Linked DNA regions of Mus musculus: region 1 is linked to region 2. Evidence: chromatin contacts called from public promoter capture Hi-C data. All regions are on one chromosome and are shown on one strand. The core of a region is the stretch at or near the end of the contact, and the rest is flanking DNA. Distances in the headings are between cores, read along the strand shown.

What was found. Promoter capture Hi-C pulls out the DNA fragments that hold promoters and counts their contacts.
Region 1: a promoter capture Hi-C map of the 3T3-L1 cell line shows a contact between it and region 2, with 8 times the contacts expected there. The contact joins the promoter of Vip here to the promoter of Iyd in region 2. A contact is called at or near these places in 2 of 39 promoter capture datasets (the 3T3-L1 cell line and pre-B cells).

Annotation. Positions count from the first base shown.
Region 1 is chr10:5,636,329-5,642,885 of GRCm38.p6, reverse strand. Vip (vasoactive intestinal polypeptide) reads right to left here and starts at 3,668. Exons shown (of 7, transcript NM_011702.3): 1 at 3,516-3,668; 2 at 2,152-2,268; 3 at 292-417. The coding sequence starts at 2,258.
Region 2 is chr10:3,535,305-3,541,667 of GRCm38.p6, reverse strand. It overlaps Iyd (iodotyrosine deiodinase), which reads right to left and starts at 1,394. Exons shown (of 5, transcript NM_027391.4): 1 at 1,207-1,394. The coding sequence starts at 1,372. It overlaps Gm30033 (a long non-coding RNA gene), which reads right to left. Exons shown (of 3, transcript XR_380041.2): 3 at 2,041-2,204.

The DNA of each region.
Region 1 (6,557 bases), core at 2,419-4,918, 2.1 Mb before region 2:
TTCCCTCATGGAATGCTAAGTGCTTAAATTTTATCTGGGCTTTGTGTAATAATCTGAGCATGATGCTCAAAAGAGCATAAATAAAGATAAATAACATGTTTAGACATATAGATAAATTATATTTTTATCCTGCTTTTTTACCACCTATCCATATGGATAGCTGAAAGAGTTGCTAGAGATATTAACCAGACTGAGAAGTGTCATTAAAAAGCTATCCCTTTAAAAGATAAAACTAGAATATTTAGTCTTTCAGCTATGTTTCCTAAGTAAGATAAACAAGAGTGAACTTACCTTGACACATCATAATAGGGTGTGCCATTTTCTGCTAAGGGATTCTGCAAGATGTCAGAGTCTGCTTTTAAAGAGACTTGGTCAGGGTCACCTGCTCCTTCAAACGGCATCCTGTCATCCAGCCTACTAAGGAAAGAAAAATTCCACTAGACATGCAATAAAGTTTTTTCTTGAAGGTGGTATTTATGGTCTGGCAACTACTTGAAACCAGAGAACAAACAATTGAAACATATCTGTTTGCAAGATAAGGACAGGAGAATTTGACTCTATGGCTTCCACATTTAATGAGGATATAAGTAGTAATTTTGTGTGAGCTCACAAAAATGATGTCATTCAGCTTGTCCAAGATTTCTAAACCAAACGTAATTTCCACTTAATTCAATTCTAGTGAAGCTATAAGCAAAGAACACTGTCCCGGTGTATGTCATGCTGTCCGTTTGTGAAGCAGCATTAAGAGGTAGAACAATTTATGCAAGATATAAACATACCAAAAGCAAATATTAAACACAAAACCTGATACTTACTCATAGAAGTGGTGGCATTTAGTATCCATTATCCAAATACATGATGGAAGCAGTGTGCAACCTGCTTGTCTTTTTCTAGTCCCCTAATGTGTGTCACAAAGCTTTACATCTCATGGTATATTTCTCTTTATTGATCAACCCAACAGATGTGCACATTTGAGAATGGTTATTCTAATATAGTGAATGTAAGGACTCCCTCTAGATCCTCATGCTGTGTGTATGAGCACAGGCTGATTAGAAACATATGATGCTGTACTGCAAAATAGGAATTTCATTTATGATATATGGCATATAACCTACTTGTTGACGCTTGTGTATTTTTAATGCCACTGCTCTATTAAAAGTGTGTGTGTGTGTGTGTGTGTGTGTGTGTGTGTGTGTGTGTGTGTGTGTGTAATATTGGGGTAAACTTCTAAACGGTTTCAGTTCTAGGGCACTTTGGTATCTCTGGGAGATGATGTAGCAGATAGTAAAAGTGGCCATCCATGGGCCTGATGCTGAACAGACTGTGAATTCCAACATTCCTGTGACTTGTTCATCTGCTGAGATACAGGCGTTGGGACTCTAGTTGTCAAATGATATGGAAGAGGTAGTACGTTATACAATTTCAGGGAGAACATTAGTGCTGAGAGACTACTCACTTTTCTGAACATAAGAACAGGCAAATAGTCAAAGACATGATGATCTACCTTTAGATAATAGTGATCCTGTAGATTAGAAAGCTTAAGTATGAGTTGACTATTAACATAAGTCTATCTTATTTTAGGTTAAGTTGATGCATGTAAAGTATAAACTTTCTTATGTCAAATAGTAAAACTAAGAATTTTTTGGTTCAAATAGAGAATTCTATGAGGATTGTATACATCCTTCCTCATGGTCCTTATTATTGGCAGGGTGATTCTTCCAAGACTGATTTCTGTTCAACAGAATTTCATGTGTATATATCTCATTGACAAAGTACTAATATTATAATCATTTTTATTAAATATAAATTTAAATGAAGTTTTTCTACTGGAAACAGAACAGGCCTGAGATGAAAATAAGAAGTTGTTAGCTTCCTAACACTAGTTTAGAAATGGGATCCATCTGGTACGCAAGACTGGCCACTGATGTTGTATTCTATGTACTGGAGGTGAATTCCAGAGTCCAGAATAAGTTTTTTTTTCCCATTGGAAATGAATTTGCTCAACACTACAACCAAAATATTGAAATAAATAATATGTGATTTGAAATGCAACACTCTCCAAAATAACATGTGGGAAATCTCATTTAGATGCAGAGGAATGCCTGCCTACTTATCTGAATTGAAAGCACACTTTCCCAGAATGAAACTTACCTCACTACAGAAGGTGGTCCAAAGAGAGGCCAGGCCAGCGACTGAGAGAACAGCACACTGAAGAGTATCAGGAATGCCAGGAACTGAGGCTTGCTTCTGGCTTCCATCTCGGTGCCTCTGAAAAGAGAAAGGATGCTGGCTCTCCCAGCCACACTTGGCAACATTTCAGAGGGTCTAGCAACCCCACCAGGGGCTCTTGCCAAGTTGAAAATGGTCATTTCTCTTCAGGAAAGAGTCAGACTTACTGACATAAGATTACTTTGTAAAATAACGCTAGTTTTCTAGCACTGGTTTGGAAATGGAATCCATCCCCAGGATAAAGGCATTTGAACACCGGCTCAGCTCCCTTTTGTCTTTCCCTCTGCGGGCACTCAATTAATTTTAGTGTCTATCCAGGGCCATGCTTCTGTTGTGCTGGAGGCAGATAACTTTAGGCTCTGTGTTTTGATAACAGAGTCGTCATAGCATAATGTCTTTTCTGTTGAAGGAAACAGCCACAAGGAATTTGTTGGGTTCCCCCCTTAAAGCTATAATATCTGATTGATGTAAAACTGGGGTATTACCTAATTAATTTTCCTTCTAGCCAATTGTATTTTAGAGTTTGCATGTTCATAGTACATATATGTATATAAAGTATAGATTTGTATCATTAAGGCAAAAATCTTGTATACATATTACATTGAAATTCTTATTTTCTCTGTATTTGTTATAGAAACCACTGATAAGTTATTTCTTTAAACCAAGGCCCAAGCAAATTTATTCAAGGATAAAACTTAATGCCCTCAGAGTCACTTGGCACTGGAACAAGTTTTTCCAGGAAATCGATTTATATGCCTTTATCTGTAGAGCCCATGCATCCTGCATTCGATCTATTCACATGTCCTATTTGTAAACACTGTCGAGCTAGCACAGAGATCTTCAAGGGTTTTACCTCTTGGTACCTACAAAAGTCATAGCACTTAAAAATTAAATGATAAAGAAAGTGAGTGCTTTCTAGGCTCGATCTGTTTAGAAACAGAAAGAAAAGCTCTTTAAACGCAGATTGAAAACCCCCAAAACAAATGCATCAAGCTGAACACTTTGCTCAAAACCCCCCCCACAAGCAAACTCGTCTTACTTTATTTTTTAAAAGGCAATACTTAATGAAGGATTAAGCAGGACTAAGAATCCTCTAAGCAGATGGGGTCATAAGAGAGAAATTGAGGCATTTCTATCTTTATTCAGTGACTTGTCATGATTATTGTATTTGGCTATTGCAAAAAGACGAACACTGTAAAATTCTTTTTAAGAGAGAAATTTTCACAAACTCCTATTCAAAGTCCCAGTGACAGAGAGGAGAGGAAGAAGTGGAAGATTTTGCTTACCCTTGGCTGTTTCCTTCAGGCAGGGCTGCCTTTCCGGCTTCGTGGCAGCTGTCTAGGGTGCTGAAGTTCTGCTCTAGGGAAGGCTCCACCAGTCTGTTCCCGGTTCCTGGGGAACGGTTGGCTGTAGCTGGCTAGTGCTCTGCTGTCCAAGCTGACCAGCATCTCAAAGTCTCTCATTTTATAGGGCTTGTGCTTCGGGCTGAGCAATCAGAAGGCTCCCCGAAAGACGTCACAGTAGTGATCCCATGGGATGAACAGGTCTTGAAGTTCTTATTAAATTGTCATCATGCCTGATTTATATACATTTATAGCAAACAAGTTCAAGAGAGAGGAAATGAACTCTTTTTTAAAAAAAGAAAAGTACTTAGCTGGATGTGCAATGCTTTAATCTTTACTTAGCTGTGATGAACTAGAAGATGATTATAATGTTATAGACAGGGCCTAGGAGTACCTTAGAAAATAAGGACTTTCTTCAGGAACAAATGCAGAAAACTTGTGTTGTGCTTAGAGTATAATTCCTCGTTTCTACAAAGTGTCAATTGCTTTAATGCCTTTTAAAAAACTTTATGCTGCTTATGCATATCTGAATTAAAGTTTTCTAGAAACCTACTCTAATTTAAAAAGCAGTCATAAATGATTTTGCATCTTTCTATTATTACACTTCTTTTATGTTGAGTCTAATCCTCGGGGAGAGGGGTTCCATTATGTGTCTAAGATGCTATAGTATACACGCTGTTGTGTAAGCCATGGCACTAGCACTCTTCTACACTTTGTTTAAAATATCATAATTCCCACTCCTTCTCTTTGCCCACTATATCAAATATTCCAAAAATAAATAATGATCAGACTGTATACTCCAGGGACTGAATCTCTCTTTCTCTTCAAAGGCATTCTCCTCATTTTATGTCTTTGCATAATGTTGAATCACTTTGTTTGCCCTCAAAACTCACCCTACTTCAGAATCTCCAACTCAGTCGCTTTACATAAATGTGATTTCAAAGGATCAGGGAAAAGACCTTTGTAGAGTACTGTGATGAATGCTTAATTTTTTTTTGTTGATTTTAACCTCAAAGTAGCCTGACATACATTTAATTGGGACTTAATGTCAAAATGCAGCTATCCTAAGAGTGTCATGGAAAACAAAGGCAATGTCCATTCATTTAAAAGTCCTGGTGTGTGTGTGTGTGTGTGTGTGTGTGTGTGTTTTATTACGTATATCCTTAGGGATATATAGCTCTCAATTTTCTTTACTTTATTGTCCTCTAAGATTTTAGTCTCTCTTTGTTGCACTGAGGGCCGGCCAATGCAGTGAGAATTATCTTGCTAGAGCTTAATCATATTTTCTAATCCATTTACAAGAAAAATTAAATGAATTAAATTTCAAAATGTCTGGAATTTTGTTGTCCAGCTGACAGGTCTGACTTAAGCCAGAGTTCCTGTGGCTTAATTCCAGGAAATCTTTTTTTTTTTTTTTAAGCTAGTTGTTACAAACTAGAGGTTAAAATAGTTTTCATATGGATCTTCTTTTTTTATCCTGAGATCATTGTCACCAAAACCCTCGGTGAAACAACTTCATTGAAAAGAAGCACCAGGAAATAAATAGGTTAGGGATCACGAAGAACTCCATCCTGGAGGAGAAGAAGCCGCAAAATCACATCAAGGCTTCTTATCAGTGGTCCAAGGAAGCACGAGGCAATAAGAACAGTTTCTCCCATCATCACGATAAAACAAAATAATAAAGAGAATTTAATTTTATTTTTACCTATCGAGGAAAATAGACTAAATCAAAGAATCAGTTCTTGCTACAGATTTAAACAGGACATAAACTCATAGAATCACAGCACCATCTGCAGTTCAAAGTCGTAACTCTCAGATTTAAAACAAACAAACAAACAAAAAGACCATGTTTCTGTATTTTGTTTGTTTGTTTAAAGAAATAGGGAGAAATCCAGAGATCCATTGACCAGCTAACATAGATTCTTTTTTCTTATGTTTATCATAAGGAAAATGACTATATGAAATTTGTCATGAGTAATCTAGTAAACAAAAAGCCATATTTACTGTTTAGCTCTGCCTCTTCCTTACCTTTCAATACTTCGTCTTTCCACAGTCTCTTCAACTGCTTTCCCTATGCAAGCAAGCCTGCTCAGCACAGCATAGAAAACCTTCACCCAACTCTATAGCAAAGGCAATCTATTCCTGCTCCAAATAAATAAGCGATGTCTGCAGTAGCTCTTCCATCCCTCCCATGTTTACTAAAGGCGATGAGAGTGGAATCCAGTTTCCTGAGGGTCTGTCTTTCCATAAAGGGCCAGCCCTATTTTGAAATTGTCACCAACACTCTTGGTGCTAACTCGTCAGGTAATCACGTAGCTTGTAAAGATATCAGCATCTCCATTCCCACTTATTGTCAAAAGAACCAAAAGCAATGCCGGTGAACTGTAGCTCTGTAAACTAAACGGAGGTCATGTGGAAGTGACTCTGAAGATAAGGCAGAAATCCACGTTCACCTTTATTTTCTTCCTGCAAAGGGCTAAATGAACACATGGTCACTAGGGGGAATGAATGCCTCCCTGTGGCGTATGCCTGTGTCTGTGATACCTATGTCTGTATAATTCACCTGCACGCAACCTCAGCTGGAAGACCTTATATCATTGCCACCCTAGGAGGCAGGAGCAGTGAAGCCTACATGTAGGACCAAGGAGACACACCCAGTTGCCTTTTATATGTAAGTTAAGAGGGACATTTATATCTTTAGAAGATCAAAATCATAAATGTATTTGGGACACATAAAAATTATATAAAATTTAAGCATCCATTTTCCTATTTTGTTGATTGGAACATGGAAATGCTTTGTCATATACATCCATGCTGTGGCTTCTTTTGAACTACAACAAACAGTTTGAAACCTTCAAATCCTGGTGATCCCTCTGATCTTTCATTGAACAAAACTTCTTGGGGCTGGAGAATTAACTCAGCAGTTAAAAAGTTTAGCTCCCAGCACCCACATGGCAAGAATATACTTGAAATTCCTTTTACTTT
Region 2 (6,363 bases), core at 145-2,644:
CTCCCAAGTTCTGTCCTCAGTCTTCTCTCTCACAGTACCCACTTGGTGATTATTTCTCTAATCTCTGAGTACCTCCTCAAGTTGATGTGTTCTGACCATTGTTTTATTTAACATCATGAATATGATAAATGCAGCACACCCTTACAGTGTCCCCTAAATTGGATCTTTCTGCCCTTGTCCATGGATGACAGTGACTCAGCCACTCCCTCCATCTTCCCCAATATCTAAAATCTGATGCTCTTCACTGTGACTTGGGCATCCACTACCCTCCCACCAAAGCATTGCTCATCAAACCTTAGAACAGATGTCGGGGTTAAGGACAGTGCTTCTCTGTGGTAAGGGAAGTACTTCCCAAGTGGGACCAGATACCCTGCATATCAGATATTTACATTACAATTCATAACGCTAACAAGATTACACTTATAAACATATCAGCGAAAGTAATTTTACAGTCGCAAATCACTCTAATGTGAGGAACCGTATTAAAGAGTTGCAGCATTGGGAAGGCTGACAAGCACTGGTCTCATGCCAGCCACAGCCAGCCCTCTCTGCCTCACTTCTCCGTCTGCACATCTTTCACCTTCCAGGAATCGCTCCTAGGCATTAGAACATGGGTGCTGGCTTTGTGCGCCTCCTGACACAGCTTGCCCCTGCTGCTCACACCTCTACCCTCGGGTCAGCTTTGCTCTTTCCCAATGCCCCAGCAGACCCCCAAGCCTTTCCTAAACACCTTATACTAGTTCCACAGGGCTTGTCCGTTTCCTTATTTTACCTCATTCCCTAAACCGGACCCTTTTCTTGCTGGGCATGGGCCACTCCTGTCTCTAAGGCACAGGGCCTGGCATAAGAGAAAGTACCCAATCCCTAGACGGGTCACGTTCTCAGTTTCAGCATTCCTAATCAAAACCTGGCCATGCTCGCTGTCACTCTGTACAGAGACTCTGCCTCCACCCCCACCCCTGAGACAGAAGGTGTTGACCTGCAGAGGATCTGGGCTGGGAGAGATCTTAGCTTCCATGACTTCGGACTGGGTAGAGGCTGGTACCGGCAAGTGCCCTGAGATGACCATCCTTGCTATACACTGTTCTGTTTTCACAACAGAAGCGAAGGTTTGCCAGCATGGCTTGCTCTCTGAATCCTGGGCATCAGTTCGCACCATCGCAAACACATGCAGGGCAAAGCCCTGGGCACCGCAGGGGTTGTTACCTTCTTCCACTTGAAGGTCTTCTGTGCTGTCTTTCAAGTCTTCATCCACCCAGGGCTGAACTTGAGCCTCCTCCTTCTTTTTCTCTAGGTTCCTGTCGGCATTTTTAAAGACCCATACAACCAAGATACAGACAACTGCTACCAAGACTGGGGTGAGGAGAAACATGGTCTGAAGTCCGACCTGGAATGTGTGCGCTTTCCCACACTGGCATTTATACAAACAGATGGAAGCAGGGAATGCTGGGAGTAGATGTAGAAACGGGGAGGAGTGCCAGGGAGGGAGCAAAGTACAAACTCAGACTCCGTGAGGACTTTGCAAAGGAGCAAAGCTCACAGTTGGGTGCGTGTGGGATTGGTCCTGCTCTGACGCATGCAATTTTAAAACTGTGCACTTGATCAGTATATTTTCAGACATCAATGACCATGGGGTGCATTAAGCACTGTAATGTGCTACATTGCTGGTGGTGGTTTTAAAGAAAAAAAGCATTTGACCTTTCTCCTATTTAACTATTCTCTCAAAGCATCTTCAACTGCCTGAAGCTAGGAATTGCCCAGAGAGCTAATTTTTTAAAAGGGCAGATTTATAAATGTAGGTTCTGATATCCTGAAAGATAATTTCCAGAAAGAGGCTGTCAACGTGCATTTTTAACAACATATGTAAGAGGCACTGCCCTGAGGCTGTAAAAAAAAAAATTAACAGCCATGCCAACATATGCAACAGAGAAGAAAGGCTATGTTTTACATTAAAGAAAGATTTTAATCTGGAAAAAGTGATGCAAACAGTTTGAAATGACTATATCTAAGCTTGAGGCTTTTTGTTTTTTGTCTTAGTTTTTATCTTTGCCTATGCCTCTGTTGTTCAGGCTGTCAGAACACAAATGTCATTGGTTGAGTGACATAAATAACAGAAACACGTGTCTCACAGTTCCAGAGGTTGAGATGTCCAAGCCCCGGGGACCAGCAGGTTTTGTTCCTCCTCGCTTGTATTGTTCTCACAGCTGGGGATGAGGGAGGAAGGAAGGATGGGAGAGAGAACCATTACTCACAGAAAGCTTCCCTTGTGGCTCCTCCATATTCCACGTACTAAATCACAGGTGCTCCCCAAAACCTCATGTCATAGATCCCGCTACTGCTCCCATTTTCACTCATATGAATGAGGCATGAATAGGTCAAATGACATGCCAAAGCCATTAGAAGATAAATGGGACATAAGCAGCCTGAGTCCATGCTGGGTACGTCTGCAGTGTGGACTAGAATTCTTAGCTAAGATCCTGCGGTGTTGAGCCTGCCTGGGTAACAGGGGAAAGCTGGGACAAGGATTTTATGTGCTAGTACAAGAGACATTGCTGCCTGGCTGCCAAGGTTCACACTCAGCTCTGGGAGCTCACCGAAAAGAGATTTTTAAAAAAGCACAGTGCAGGGGCAAGAAGTCTGGCAGCTGTAACAGCAGCAGGATGGGCAGAGCAGTGTGGAGATCAGACAAGGCTTCCAGAGGGAAGAAACTTTGACTCTAGAATTTGAAACCCACCCAAGTTCCCGACCTGGTGCATCTGCAGGTCTCAGAGTACAGGGGAGGGGGAGGGTGGGCCCTGTGAATTCCGCCAATTTTCACCTGCGCTGGACCCAGTGAGCTTCCTCTAACCCTAACACCTCCTCAGTGACCAGGCCTCCAGCTTCTGATAGTGTCGGTACAGAACAATGCTTCAGCTGCCAATGTAATGTACACTTGTACAGGAACAATGTGGCTTCCCTTGAGGAACAGGATCTGTGCCATAGGGTCACAGAACACCGTGTAGCTGATCTGAGGATGGGCCCTCTCTTCTCTTAGTACCTCTACAGCAGAGCTTCTTCACCTTCCTAATGCAGTGACCTTTTAATACACTTCCTCGATCCCCCCAACCATACAGTTATTTTCTTTGCTACTTCATAGCTGTATTTTGGTTACTGTTAGGAATCATAATGTAAATATCTATGTTTTCCGATGGTCTTTCGTTTGATCCCCAAAGGGTCATGACCCACAGTTGAGAACCACTGCTGTGAAGGCTCCTGGGCTACTTAGCTTCTGTACTTTGTCTTTATCCAGTGAGAAAAAGGAGAAGAGTGCCAAGGGAAGCTACAGGAGGAGATACTAGGCGATTCCCCACCGTCCTCCGTTGTTCCTCGTCTCTACAGACCGATCACCAGTTCTAATTCATCTTTTGAGGCTCCCGCTGCCACCTTGCAGACCACATCAGGAATGGTATTATTTATTCTAGAAGACACACCTCCCCAAACAAATATGCTGATGTTAATCCTATGAAGTCAGTCTGTGTTCCTGCTTCTCAAAGTCCCCAATGTTTGTTTGCAGAAGGCAAAGGGGGACAAAGGGGGGCTCTGTAGGAAAGAGGCTGCCCAGGGCATCGAGTGAGCCAGCAGAGCTCACAGGAGCAAACCAAGCTGTCTTGGTTGAGATCAAGTGCTCAGCAGCAACTGTGATGGCAACAATTTAAGGAAAAGCTGGAAGCAAGGCTGGGCTGAACTCTGTCCGTGATCTGATCTCAGATCAAATATGAAGTCAGGGAGACACAGGAACTTACAAGTCCATTTAAATAAAAAAGTCAGCTTCATCTATACACAAACCCCCTTCACTAATTCTACCCCACTCAAGAATATGTCTGTCTGACACTCGCTGAGTGGAATCATGCCTGCACTCATGATGTCTGTGTGCCAATGATAGTTAAGTCCTCCTCTGTTTGCATTATTCCATTGCGTCCACAGGATGAAACATTTTAAATTAAACTCCACTCTCTGAAAAACCAATCAACCAAGCAACCAACCAAACAAACAAGCAAACAGAGACTGAAGGGCTGGCTATGTGTCACTGGCTATTTAGAGGAGCAAGTTAGACCACAGTAAGACCTTAGTCCTAATAGGAACATCCCTTGGGGGCTTGTTAGAGATGCTAACGCCAGGCCAAATCCTAGGCCTAGTGGCTCAAACACCCTGAGGGCAGAGCTCAGCAGTCTAGTTTCCACAAGCCTTCAGGGTGACTCTGGTGCTGGCCAAAGTTTGAGAAAGACTAGACCAGAAGAAAGACACTCAACCATGACTTTACCCCAAATTCAGATTTTCCAGATTGCAGCCCCAACACCACTGAGATAAGCAGAACTTCCTGCCATTACGTGTTAACGGAGACGTTTTCCTACTGCATCTTTCAACCACACATAGTGTCTTACAGATGACAAACCACTGATAAACATCGATTAAGAGTGTTAAGGATGAAAATGGGTTTTCATGGTTTGTACTAAGATGACTCTCTGGTCACCTTAAATCAGGGACCAACAAAGGCTGTGACTGAGAAAGCAAACAGTAGCTTCTCCTGTAGCTTTTCTATGAATGCTTCGAATTCAGAAAGCAGACAATAGGAATCTCAACTCTGTGGGATCTCGCCAGTGCCAGATGTGACATCGTCAGACACTGGAGATTACACAGTGCAATCAAAGGTTACACTTCCCTCTCCAAGCAAACCACACATTCAAATCCATACTGAGTCCGCTCCTTATGTTCCCCATAGGAGAAAGGTGAGATCTCACAGGCTTGATCTGCTTTTTTTTTTTTTTTTTTTTTTTTTTAACCCTTTGGACATCTAAAGTATGCCAGTTCTGGGAGTTCCCAAATACAGACTCTTAGCTATAAGCAGTTCTCAGGAAAGAAGCATGGGAGAAGTCATGGGTCCATTATGACTGTCTTTGCTCCTAGGGAAAGCATTCTGAGACTGGAGGAGTCCCTAGGAATTTCCCTCAGCTGAGCAGTAACCAAGCAGCGCCTCTCAGGTCACAAGCTGGGCCCATGAGAAAAACCATGGCAATTCTCCTTTTGAAACAGATGCTTTTCTATGAAAGAGCTTAGCCTCAGGCAAGATGGCAAAGGAGACAACAGCTGTGCTTGCTGAGTTGTAGCAACAGTTACTGATACTACCAGGTGGCAGATGCTTGTCCTGTGCATTTTCCCTGGTGAGCCTGGCTTCATGGTGGAAAATTACATAACATGCCTATCTTTCTTCCACCCCTACCACTGGCTTCTGAGCCTCATCTCCCACCCATGCATGCTCACAGCATATCACAGCATAGCAAAGGAGGGTTCCTGTATGGTCTCCAGGCTTGGCAGCATCCATGTGCTGTTTGTTTGCTCAAGTGGTAAGGAAGCCCATCAGAGCAGAAGGGGGTGGGGAGTGCCTGGAGCAGTGGTGACAGGAGCAGGAGGAGACCTTGATGTAACAAAAACAGAGGAGCCACATGTCTAAGTGCTTTCTAGAATTGACTTTCATCAATAATAAAACCAATGTTTTGGTTTCAACTCTGTAACTTCTGAGTTGGGTCTGAGTTCCAAGAGAAAGGGACATGGAGTGCCCTGAGGTAGACACACTTACTGTCCTCATGGTGGAGAAGAAATCAAACCTTGAGAGATGAGCAGCATCCTTGAGTGCCTTCATCACAGAACAGCATGCTTACACTGGACAGGATGGTTCAGATAGCATCATCCTGAAGTTCCCAGAGTAGAAACTCCAGACCTCATACTCCAGTGTCTCTTGGAGGGATGTCTTAGGGAAGGACTTTCTGTATTTTGGACAAAATGCTCAGCTTTACAAAATAATCAAACAGGGTTCCCAAATGTTGATTGCTCTTCAATCCTATTAGTATTGTATAATCTCAAGGAAGAACTCATTTTCACGTTTATTAAAGAGGACAAAGAAAACTTCATTCAAAACACAGCTCCAAGCAATGTAGATAAAAAAGATTGGCTTCAGCATCAAATAGAGCAAAGACAGGTAGGGATTAGATACCAAGGGGGGGATGCTGGGGGTCAGTGGATGGAAGGTAACTATGGAAACGGCAAGGGGGGTGGTTCTCCTTTGTCCTGCATAACAGGCTGTCAGTAGAAAATGGGCCAGGGTGATAAGGCATTAAGAACAGGGTATGAGCAATCTGATTAGGTATTGAGACTGGAGAATTTTTTTTTATCAAAACTGACTCAACAGTATTCTTGTCCAAACTGGGCTAAACCAGCTGATGACAGAGCTTGGCCAAGAAGCCTGTATCAAGTTTTTCCAAGGAGAGTTCCATCTAGTTTCTGCTAGTGGATATGTCCGTCAACAAGTGACTTTATTGCCATGGAGAC